Regions from separate parts of the Mustela erminea genome. Here region 2 is linked to region 1. Evidence: chromatin contacts called from public Hi-C data. All regions are on one chromosome and are shown on one strand. The core of a region is the stretch at or near the end of the contact, and the rest is flanking DNA. Distances in the headings are between cores, read along the strand shown. Region 1 holds the start of LOC116582840 (fibrous sheath-interacting protein 2-like). Region 2 holds the start of ENOX2 (ecto-NOX disulfide-thiol exchanger 2).

The links. Hi-C and Micro-C count contacts between places; a contact is called where the count stands out from the background.
Region 2: a Hi-C map of spleen shows a contact between it and region 1, with 11 times the contacts expected there. The contact joins the promoter of ENOX2 here to the promoter of LOC116582840 in region 1. A contact is called at or near these places in 2 of 3 Hi-C or Micro-C datasets (skeletal muscle and spleen).

The regions. Positions count from the first base shown.
Region 1 is chrX:109,864,651-109,871,256 of mMusErm1.Pri, forward strand. LOC116582840 (fibrous sheath-interacting protein 2-like) reads right to left here and starts at 3,534. Exons shown (of 23, transcript XM_032330633.1): 1 at 3,170-3,534; 2 at 2,691-2,816; 3 at 1-110. The coding sequence starts at 3,286.
Region 2 is chrX:110,217,846-110,223,881 of mMusErm1.Pri, forward strand. It overlaps ENOX2 (ecto-NOX disulfide-thiol exchanger 2), which reads right to left and starts at 4,728. Exons shown (of 14, transcript XM_032329524.1): 1 at 4,553-4,728; 2 at 3,215-3,263.

The sequences.
Region 1 (6,606 bases), core at 2,284-4,783:
TTTCGCTTATGGTATGCTTTTAAATGGGGATCATGCAGGCTTTTATAGCTGGTTTCCAAAAGTCGGCAGTAAGGATCACTCAGGTTAAAGTCATAAGAAGGGTGATAAAGCTGCAAACATACGGATTCAAAAGTATTACATGTGTAAAACGAATGAAATTGCACTTTTAAACCTCAAGTTGTTGAAATGACTAGGTTGGTCAGTGAAAATGAAACCTGCAAGCAGAACCTGAAGAGAGGGGATCCGGAAAATGAATTGATTTAGTAAAGCTAACTGCCTTCCTCTTCCCTCTCCTCTACAGAGCTGTCTTGAGGCTGGTGGTGGTAGCCTCAACCTCTGTCTAATTCATGAACACTGAGGTGTGGCCTTAAGAGTCCTGAAAGGCAGGTGGAATGCTTTATATATGGGCAGGGGGAAAAGACGAGAGAGGCAGGATAGGGTTCTAGCTTTCTTCTTCCATTTAGAAGCTTCCTTTTAAAATTTCTGACTGCTTGACTGGTGGCAGCCTCTTGTCTTTCCTAACGAACCTATATCAGGAAACTGGATTCCCTCAGTACCAATGTTTCCTTAAAAAGGCAGAGAAAGACATCCTTATGGGCAGTGATTTAATTCACAGTGAGACTAGACAGGAAGCCCATATCTTTCCTAGAAGAGAAGTGATCAAAAGTGATGGCAGCTGAAACACTGCTGCAATCAGCGGACTGATTATTGCTTCTTCTTTTAGATGTTGACTTTTGTTGGTAACAGACGTGTTGACTAACCCTGGGCTACTGTCCTATCCAGAAAGAGACAAATCTGTTTGTTGAGGCCAGGTTAAGCTTTCTATCGTCAATTACAATAATTGATTTCCCTGATCTGAAGAGTCTATTATTTCATCACTATATGCCAGTGGGAGGTCACTAGGGAGACTTTTAAAAGTATGTAAATTGTTCTCTTCACTTAACATGTTTTCTTTTCTTGAGAGCACAATGTCTAAGTTAATTGGCAAAGTATTTACTATTAGCATTCAATAAAAACAATTTTAGGAGTTTGTGAACAGTTGCTACCTAAGTATAGTATACTAATAAGCAAATTAACTTATAAATACATTATCTGAGAATAAGTTTGGTATCAGAATGTCATATAGGATCACTTGTCAGGTTTGGATTAATGCATAGCTAAAGAAAGGTAGGTAACATTGTTACCATTTTAATTTGACAGAAAAAAAGACAGTCAAATACCATCATTTTGCTTCTATCTGCATTCAGAACACATGAGGGACCTTTAAATTCCCTGTTTCTGTAGTGATCTGCTAAAGTAGTCTGCAGTTCAGGAAGCAGCAAGGTCCAGTAATGGAGTGTGGCCTGAGAGTCAGAAGACAGTGGTTCTGGTCTGAACTCTACTATTACCTACCTGTGACATTAGATAAATCCTAGCTTCACCTTACAAGGTGGTCATTAGGGTAAAATGAGTTAAAAAAAACAAACAAAGAAACAAACAAACAAACAACTAAAGGTGTAAAATATTAAATCTTACTTTCTTGAGGAGATCCTGCTAAAAGACAAAGATTCCACAAAGTTAGTGTTCAGGGTAGCTGAATGTAGTGCCTGATCATGATCAAATGCATATATTTTGGGGTAATCAATATAATAAAGTACAGAGACAATCAGTATAATTCAGTATAGAAAAATCTGGAAATAAGAAGTAGTTAACAAGTGTAAAACAGGAACAGAATAGAAATATAGCAAATAGAAGATGTTTGAGGGAAAAAAACCCAACAGATTGGGCTACAGTTACAAAGTAGGAAGCAGTGTTATTACTAGTAGTGAAATAGGTTTTGAATATGTTTCAGGAAAGCTAACTTGCGGGAATGTGACTCAGTCAATTTCTGTGAGGTTGGCATTTATTTAGTAGAACACTATGTTTTCAAAAGAGAAACTCTATTATAGTTTTCCAGCAATAAAACCTAAAAAAGTCATATATATCAAACAATTATCAGAAATACCAAGAAGCCCCTATTCATCCTTGATGCTGTGCTAGACAGTGCAAGAGTAAGGAAATTAGAATTATTTCTGTAGAATCTTTTGCTATTGTGATCAAAACACATTCTCAACTAGAAAGTTCTGAACCTCCTTCAGGCTTGGCCTAAATTCTGGACAGAGCACAGGGTGTTAGGCAGAGGACTTAAAATGTGTAACAATATGAGTGCGGCACACTGCATCACTAACAGTGCTGATTCAGTGCTGAGTAAGATAGTGCAGACCAACGCCATGTAAATTCTATGGAAAGATGAGAGTTGGGTGTTGTAACACTTGGGAAAGGCTTTGTATAGTAGCTCTTAAAGGGTGGCTCAGACTGAAGGTCAGAAAGGAGAGAAGAGTGCCTACCAAGTTGTGGGAGCCTGGTGGACAAAGGCACTGATGTAAGAATTAGCAACGTAAGTGTAGGTAGGCAGAGAAGACCCCGCTCAATCTTTGGGAACTGAAGCTCTGGGCTGGAGATAAGGCTGAACTGGATGGCTGAGGCAGATCATGGGGTCTTCCATCATTGAAGTGAAGCTCAGGCACTAATCACTTCAATTCATTTAACTTAACTGGGTGTGTTAAGTGGAAGTTGACTCAAAGCGAAATCATAGCAGTGTTTCAAGTTTAATAGCGAGCTATTGAAAAGGGTAAAGAAAATCACTTAAGCACTATTAAAACTCAGTTTACCTTTTCATTTATATTTGTAGTATAGAATATATTGTTGCTTCCTGGGATAATAGGCAGCTTGACCCCAAGAGGGAGATCCAATAGATTAGCTGCTCCGACCTCTGGAATGTCTTTTTTGCGCGAGCCCTGTCAGGTACAGTGAGAAGGTCTGGCTATTTTTAAGAACTGTTCTTTTAGTTTACACCAATCTATTCACATTAAAATGGGCTAATACCTCCAAGGACACCAAAGAATTGTACACTCAGGATTGAAAGAGCCCGCCCTGCTGACAACCCGGAAGGCCTCCCAGCTTCCCCCGGTTACCAGCCAATCTCTTGGCCGCGGCCGCTCTCGCTACTGGCTGCGGGCCCTGGGAGTCTGAAGCGGAGCGGTCAAGCACCCGCCCCTTTCCCCCACACCTCGCTCTGCTGAGGTCTCCGCCCCTTCCGTCCGCCCGCCTTCCCGAGACCCCGCCCAGGAGCCAGGAGGAGGGTGACTACCGATTCGCCGCCACTCGCGGTGTCGCAGTGCTCTCTGGCGCGTGTTAGGCTGCTGGCCGCCGCCTTAGTGGCAGCGGCTTCAGCAGCCTTGTAGCAGTTGCTGAGGTACAGATCCATGGCCGTCGGTCAGCCCCCAGGGTGCCGGGAGCTGGGGCTGCAAGCCGTCTTCGTTTCTCTTCTTAACTCACACCTTTCCGGCTCTACGCTCTGATCAAGTTTTGGGCAACCCAGAAGGTGGTCGCCAGGGTAACGCGTCCCCTAAGCCACGCCCCCCACTGTGCGGTGCTCCGTCCTGGCGGTCTTACGTCCTCAACGCGCAGAGGCCTCTGGGAGGAGAAAGGGATGGCGGACTACTGGCGGCTGGAGCTGCGCCCCACCCACCTTTGGCGCATGCGCAGTTCTAAGAGCCTCAGAGTTTGGGGAAGGTCCAAAGGTGTGGTGCGAGAGCGCGCGGTGGAGATTAGGTTTCTTTCTGAGAGCAACACCCTTCCTTTGAAGATTTTAATTCTTTGTCAGAGAGAGGCAGAGTACAAGCAGGGGACATTAGCAGGCAGAGGGAGAAGCAGGCTCCATGCTGAGCAAGGCGCCCCACGGGGTACTCCATCTCAGGACCCTGGGATCAGGACCTGTGCCAAAGGTCGACATTTCACCGACTGAGCCGCCCAGGCGTTCCAACACCCCTTATATATACTAAACCGGAATGTACTAACTTTTGTCAGTGGGTAGCTGGCTGTAATTCTTAAAATTCATCCTGGCCCCCCAACAAGCTATGTGATTCTGCTCAATACACGTCCACCAGTAATTGTGTAGTTTGTCCTAGGGCCAGAGGCCTGACTTTCCACATCAGAGGACTTTATAGACACCATGACCTCTCTTTCCCTAGGTATACTCTCTCCAGTTTCCACATAGGACACAATAACTTTTTTAGGGCTCAATGCTTTCTTCCCTTGTCTTCCCTCTTCCTGTCTTGGCCTCTTCCTCTCTCTGGCCTGCTCTCCCTCCCTTTCTCCCCCTTTCTCCTATTTCTTTCTACCTTCTCATTAGCTTAGCCAACATTTCTTGAGTGCCTGCCCTATGCCAGACACTGTGCTGGGTGCTGAGGATACAACAGTGAGTAAAACATTCCCTGCTGCCTAGGAGTTCACCAGATGGTAAATACATTCAGGGCTGGTGTGTCAAGAGTTTGTACTTTGTCTCCATGTCTTTTTATTATGATAAAAAAAACCAGGCAAAACATAAAATTCACCATCTTAATCATTTTAACTGTACTGCTCAGTACATTGACATTGTGCAACAAATCTCCAGAAGTCTTTCATTTTTAGGTAGGCAGAGAAGACCCCGCTCAATCTGAACTGAAATTCTATACCCATTAAACAAATCTCCTTTCTTCCCTTCCCCCCAGGCCCTGGTAACCCTTTCTGTTTCAATGAATTTGACTATTTCAGATACCTTATATAAGTGGTATAAGTGAAATCACATGCTGTTTGTCTTTTTGTGATTAGCTTATTTCACTTAGCATAATGTCCTCCAGGTTTATTCATGTTGTACCGTATGGTATGATTTTTTTTTCCTTTTTAAGACTGAATAATATTACATTGTATGTATACACCACATTTTCTTTATTCATTCAACCATCAATGAACATTTATGTTGCTTCCACCTCTTGGCTATTGTGACTAGTGCTGCCATGAACATGGGTGTACAGATGTCTCTTTGAGAACCTACTTCAAAGTTTTCTTAACTATATACTCAGAAGTGGAATTGCTGAATCATGTAATAATTCTATTTCTAATTTTTTGAGGAATCTCTGTATTGTTTTCCATAGTGGTTGCACCATTTTACAGTCTCACCAGCAGTACACAAGTGTTCTAATTTCTTCATGTCTTCACTATTATTTTCTGTTCTTTTATTTTTTCTCATTTTTTAGACAGTGGCTCTCTTATTGGGGTGAGGTGATAGCTCATTGTGGTTCTGATTTGCATTTCTCTGATGATTAGTGAGCAGCTTTTCATATGCTTGTTGGCCATTTTTTATCTCCATATGTTTGGTCTACTTCTTTGTTTTCTTGGGCATTTAGTAACGATAACTACCATTTACTGAGAATTTACTAATTTCAGGTGCTATGCTAAACACTCTTTTAATCCTTACAACACCTCATCTGTGTTTGCTCCATCTCTATAGATGAAGACATTGCTTACAATGGTAATGGCTATTATGTGATAGAACTGAGATTTGAATCCAATTTAACTGACTCCAAAAGCTGTGTTTTCTCTCTCTCTTTTATTTTGGGACACAGTAATCAAAAAACTCTCAACAAACAAAAGTCCAGGACCAAGTGGCTTCAGAGGTGAATTCTACTGAACTGGTTCAATTTCATTGCTAGTAATAAGTCTGTTCAAATTTTCTATTTTTTTTCCTGATTCCATTTGGAAGGTTTTGTGTTTCTAGGAATTTATTTCTTCTAGGTTGGTTAATTTTTGGCATATAGTATTTCATGAAATTCTCTTATAATCCTTTGTATTTCCTTGGTGTCTGTTGTTATTTCTCCTCCTTCATTTCTGATTTTATTTATTTGTGTCCTTTCTCTGATGAATCTGACTAAAGTTTTATCAATTTTGTTGATTTTTTCATAGAATCAGCTTTGGGTTTCGATGATCTGTTCTACTTTTTTTAGGTCTCTATATCATTTATTTCTGATCTAATTTTCATTATTTCTTCCTTCCATTGACTTTGGGATTTTTTTCCTTCTCTTTCTAGGTTAAATTGAGATTTTTCTTGCTTCTTTAGATAGATTGTATTGCTATAATAGTCCCTCTTAGAATAGCTTTTGCTGCATCCCAAAGATTTTGGACTGTTATAGTTTCATTTTCATTTGTCTCCATGTATTCTTTTACTTTTTGATTTCTTGGATGACCTATTTATTGTTTAGTAGCATGTCATTTAACCTCCATGTGTTTGTGTTTTCCTAGATTTTTTTTTGTTGGTGTTAATTTCTAGTTTTATACCCTCGTGGTTGGAAAAGATGCACAATATAATTTCAGTCTTTTTGAATTTGTTGAGGCTTGTTTGGGCTTAACCTGTGATCTATTCTGGAGAATGTTCCATGTGCACCTGAAAAGAAGGTGGGTTCTGCTGGTTTTGGATGGAATGTTCTGAATATATCTGTTAAATCCATCTGGCCCAGTGTGTCATGCAAAGTCACTATTTCCTTGTTGATTTTCTGTCTGGACTTCATTTATGTCTGTTAATAGTTGTTTTATGTATTTGAGTGCTCCCCTGTTGGCTGCATCAATATTGACAATTGTTATATAGTCTTGTTGCAATGTTCCCTTTATGGTTATGTAGTGTCATTGTTTGTCTCTTGTTACAGTCTATTTTAGTCTATTTTGTCTAATATAGATATTGCTACCCCAGCTTTCTTTTCACTTCCATTTTGA
Region 2 (6,036 bases), core at 3,478-5,977, 350 kb after region 1:
CATTTAAAATGCTATGTTTTTCTCCTTTTCCTGGGATATTTATCCTGAGAGCTAAAATTTTGGAAATATCACATTTACGTCCTCAGCATAGAGCCCTAGACACTGAAGTGGTAGATAGAAAGCTATGCCCAATTTTAAGATTTTTGATACATACTGGTAATTTCTCTCCAGAAGGGTTGTATCAAATTACAGTCCCAGTAGTAGCATCTACGAGTGGGAGCCCCATCTGAGAGTGATTTCAAGGATGGAGTCAACTGCATTTGGTGGGTGGAGGAGGAATGGCTCCTTGGCAGACTATTGGGCCGGGGACAATGTGAACCCTGTCAAGTGGAGCAAAGCAATGAGCAGGCCGAAGGAACAGGTGGCTGGGTCGATAATTGAGGAGAATGAAAAAGTTAAGGGGACCACAGAAGAGTGAAGGAAAATGAAAAAATGAGAAAGAAAGAAACCTCTAGCGAAGTTATGCATTCAGGACACTTTAATTTACTGCTTTATTCAGCAAAAGCAGCTAATGTAGCAAACAGCTCATCTTCTCGCAACATTTGGCACTATGGTACCAAAGTTCTGAATTACATTCATATGACTATGTGTATCCATCTCTTTCATCCAATAACCATTTTATATTTATCTACCAAGTGCTAAGAGCTGTTCTGGATTCTCCGGGTATGGAGATAAAAGAGACCTGGCGTCTGCCCTCAAGGAGCTCACAGTCTAGGGGAGAGCCAGACACATCCACAGACTGACACACTATAATGTGGTGCAGCCTAAGACAGAGGTAAGTGCAGGGTTCCATGGAGGCCAGGAGCCTAACATTGTTTCATGTATGCCTGCATGTGTCTGTGCGTAGTGTGGGGGCAGGGAGAGTTGCAGGAAAGGCTTCAGAGGTGTTGATCCTGGTGGCGGGTATTATGGAGGGCACGTTTTGCATGTAGCACTGGGTGTGGTGCATAAACAATGAATTCTGGAACACTGAAAAGAAATTTAAAAATAAGTAAATTTTTTTTTTAAAAAAGAGGTGTTGATATTTGAACTGAGACTTGAGGGAGGAGTTCCTCAGATGACTAAGGGTCACAGATCATACTCATACTCCTTACCAGTGCCTTGAATATTTGTGCCACTGCTGTTAAGGGCACTCAATAAGGCAGTGAAGCTGCCTGTGTGTAATCCAAACCCATTCGTGAAAACAGCCTCCAGTGTTACCTTCATGTATATCATGTCCATGGACTGAGTTAGGCAATAACATGCACATCTTAGAATATAAAGGATAACAGACAAGTGACACAGAGACTTTCAAAAATAAGTCTGATGACACTGACAGAATATAATAATCACTTCTACCAAGTCCTACTAATTTTACCTTCTAAATGTCTCTTATATCTGTTCCCTCCTCTCATATGCAGCTCCCTTGGGTCCTCAACATCTCTAGCTTCCTAACTGGTCAGGCTCCCCCTCCAGTGCATTCTAAAGTAAAAATCTCATTATGGTGCTCCTCTCCTAAAATATTTTAATGTTTTTTATTGCCTACAATCATTAATTCCCAAATTTTATTTAAGTACTATCATATTCACACACCACGTGTACTATTATTTACTTAACATCTGTCTTTAAATAAACATAAAACTTGTTTACTTTTTATTTTTACTAAGCCATTTCCTCCATAACCTTAGGTTTGATGATATAATTCAGTTTTACCTTTTATGAGACACATCAGAATATATAATTACTAAAACTTAAAATGCTTGTGGAAGTACAACATAACCACCACTGGCAGATATCCTACAGTTTAAAAAACAATGGTCTATGGGAGCACATCCAAATTTCTTTCTTTTTTTAAAAAAAGTATTATTATTATTATTATTATTATTATTATTATTATTATTAAGTAGGCTCCATGCCCAGCATGGAGCCCAAAGCAGGACTTGAACTCACAACCCTGAGATCAAGACCTTAGCTGAGCTTAAGACTCGGATGCTTATCCGACTCAGCCACCCAGGCACCCTGAGCACATCCAAATTTCTTAGCACTGCATTCAGGGTACTTCACAAATGAGCCCCAACCTATTTTTCCATTACAAACCTTCCTTTCCCCAAACAATCTATACCCTAGCCATGCCGAATTCCTAAATATTGAATGGACATGCTTTGCTCTTCTATAGCCACATATCTTTCACAGACTGTTCTTTCTAATCTGGAATGCCTCCTCTCTGCTGCTCTCTGCCTGGAAAACTCATTATCCTTCAAGACCTGTCAGGTCACCTCTTTACAGAAGACTTCTCCCTGACAGTTAGACACTCCTTCCTTTACCCTTCCAATAGCACTTTGTCCCTATCTCTGTTATACTACACATTATCTCAGAATTACGGTCATACACCTCCCCAGATAGACCTAGGGAGAGCTCACATCTCATACTCTGTTGCATCCTGAGCACTGCATGTGAGCAAAGGTCACAAAGGAGACCTAGTGACATAGGAGGTCACTTAAAACAAAAGCTATAATAAAGCCTAAAGTACTGTTCAGGTCCAAATAGCTTACATGTAAGACATGTCTTTTAAAGAGAATTTATCTGATTCAGAAATAGCCATACTGACTATAGTTTTGGCAGACACAATTAGCTACGGCTGCAATAGCAGTTAAGCTAATTCGGTTTTGGCAGTTACTTTACAGCACACACATACTGACATAGAAACTAAAAGTGAATCATTTGGGTTTCTGCCAGGGTGATCAACACAATAATCTTTCCTTACCACAAATGGAAAGTCAAGAACAAAAGTGAACAGTGAGACTAGTAAACCATGGCAGAGAGAGCATGGGCTTTCAAGCCAGCCATCTATACACCCAAACCCCAAATCAACTCCTTACAAGCCATATGACTTTGGGTAAATTGTTTCACTTCTCTGCCTTTTAGCTTTCTCTTCTAGAAAACTGGGAAAAATAGTACCTACTTCGTAAAACTCTTAAGATAATGCAACAAAGTGCTTATGATAGTGCCTGAACATCACATGGGCTCAATAAATAGTGATTATTATTGCCCAGTGAAATGACAATTCAGATAACATGACGTATAAGGACAGCAAACATACTTCTTAAAACAATAAATTTACAGCACCAGGTTTTAAAATGACAGCTGTAGGGTGTAGCTAAGAATAGCCACTAATAAAACATGTATAAGACAAAGTTTTTCTTGGATTTAAATTAAACTCACACCTGGAACATACCACCACACTTCTTTGTGTTCTCCAAGAAATGATCTCAAATCAGGTTCCCCTAGGATGAAAAGAAAAACACACACAAAAATCACCCAATCTTAATTTTTTGTCTTTAGTTTTGCTTGATATAGAATAATATCCAAACTATGTGGATGCTTTAAAGTATCCTGTTATTATGACCCCAGGCTTTCCAACACTATTTCTTTCACAATCTCTCCTTGATGACACCTTTTATTCCAGTCAGGCATACCCATGCCCGCCCTTCACAAAAGTGCTCTCTCTTTAATCTACCCTTCTCAGATACCAGTTCCGGTACCAGAAAGCATTTTCTCTCTCCTCTTTGCCCATTTCAAATCCTCTTTACACCTTTGGAGCTGAAATTTAAAAATCACCTCCTCCACAAAACCTACCAGGACTGGTCTGGAAGACAGAGGACAATGTCAACTCCCAACTCCATCAGTATTACAAATTTTTTGCACGTTTTTGTAATAGTAAAATAATTGATACGGTCTGTTTCGCCGTCTAATTTATTCCGCAGTCAGTATGCCCCCTAAATCATTGTCAGTATCAGTGCTGTATGAGTCCGTACTGGAAAACCCAAAAGCGCTCGGTTTTTAAAAGAGGTCTAACTTGCCTTTGCCTCTCACCAAAGCACTGCACTGAACCTTAACCACATGTTCCTCAAAAGCGAAATTTCTTCTATTACTACTCCCCACCCCTTCTAGAAACTGACGAGAAACCCTTTCCACTCCAAAGATCTGGTCAGGGAAGGGCCAGGTGGCTGGAAGGGCCAATAAAGAGAGGGCGACGATCTTCATCTCACCAGCAAGGAAGCAAAAAGTGAAAATTTGGCAAAAAGTCACTCTCTAGGCGTGGCGAGAATTCCCACGCCCCCAGAGGAAACATCGGGGAGTGTGTGCATTGGGAATGGTGTGTGCCCAAATCTGAAATGTAAACTGAGGGAAGAGAGGAAACTCCTCCCGGTAGTAAAAAGAGTCCAGACGTCGCCTAAGAAGATCCCGGTAGAGAACCCTAACTTCAGATTTCTGAGGTGGCACCGGACGGCAGCGGGGACAGACGATAGCGTTGTAAGGAGAAAAAGCAAGCGGGCGAAGTAGGAAAAGAAGTAAAGAGGGCGCGCTCCCGAGGCTCAAAACTCAAGGAAACTGCCGTGGAAAAACTCAAAAACCCACCCCTGACTCCCAGTCCCGACACCCCCTCCCCGGCAGAGGCGGAGTTGGGCGGAGTTAAACGCTGAAGACAGCGGCCCGGAAGCACCCTCCTCCCTCGCCCCCCTCGGTCCCACAGTCCCCAGCCATAGCCACTCGGGCTTTCTGCCTCTCTGACCTCCAGCTCCCCGGCTACCGAAGGGCTACTTCTTATACAGCCGTGGAAAATCGGGCCGGCGTGACAGCTTCTGAGAGTACGGCGCCCTCGCGGCGCCTCGCGTCAAGCCACGGTCTTCCCAACTCCCCGCCTTGTGCTAGCCGGCTTAGGCCGGACGCTCAGGCCCAGGGCCAGATTCTCACCCACAACTCGGCGGCTTCAGCCTCTCCTATTGGTTACTGGTCACCAGGGAAGCCTGAGGCCCAGTCCCTTGTCCTCATGGGAAATGTAGTTTTAGGCCGCTGGAGGCTGTGCTTCCTGGGGGGGGTCTAGTGTCGGCATTGGCGGAGAGACTCAAGTGAGGACAAAGGATTATGGGAGATGGAGTTGAGGCCCTTCTTTCTGAATACCCACAATTCCTACCACCAGTTGGATCAACACTGAGTTCAGATGAGGGAGGGTATTGTGGGTGTTGTAGTTTGCAATGTAGTGCCCTACAGACTCTCGCTTCTTGGGGTATGGTGATGTGCTTGTGGGGGTTCAAGATTTATTTTACTATTGGTTAAGCTGTTAGCATTTTGGGGGAAGCACTTTATGTCGTGATTTAAAATTCTCATTGAGTTTGGTTGAACGACTTTTAAAACTGTTATTTATGCTCTGATAGACTTAGAATAACTGGTCCTTTAAACCTGTCATAGTGTGTTCTGTGTGAACCATCTGCATTAGAATCACTTCAGAGGTTCTGGGGAAAATGTATACCATGTTTTCAGTAGGGTATCACATTTTTCCTTTGAAGTAGTATCATAAGAGACAGAGCAATGTGATCTAAGCCCACCCAACAGAAGCCCACTTACCCCATAAGGAAACCATGTCGTTGTCACGAAGAACAGTTGCCACTTCACTGGTGTAATGCAACAATTTTAGAACAGATAGAGAGTACAACATGAATAATAAGAAATAAATGTATATTTCTTTAAGAAACTATTGTTTTAGGGGGGCTTTGGTGGCTTAGCTGTTAAACATCTGCCTTCCGCTCAGGTCATGATCCCGGTGTCCTGAGATAGAGACCCCCATCCAGCTCCCTGCTCAGCAGGAAGCCTGCTTCTTCCTCTCCCACTCCTCATGCTTGGGTTCCTGCTTTCGCATGAGTCTCTCTCTCTGTCAAATAAATACATAAAATCTTAAAAAAATAAACTATTGTTTTGGTAAAAGTTGTGCTAAAAGGGGTAGATAAAGAAATAGATGGAGACATCTAGCACTTTCAAGCCATTTAAAAGCTGAGGAAAATGATGGTTTATTAAGGTTGATTTCACTCCTAATTTTTGACTTTTTTTCTTTGTTAGAGATTAATCCTTATAGTTGAAATGATTGTTACAGTTGGGTTACTACAATTTTACTGATCAGGACAACTTTTTGACTCACAAGTGGAATGAATGCAAACAAAGAGGGATTGCATTTTGCTAAGGTAATTGCCTAAAATTATAAAAGAGAAATGAAAAAATAAG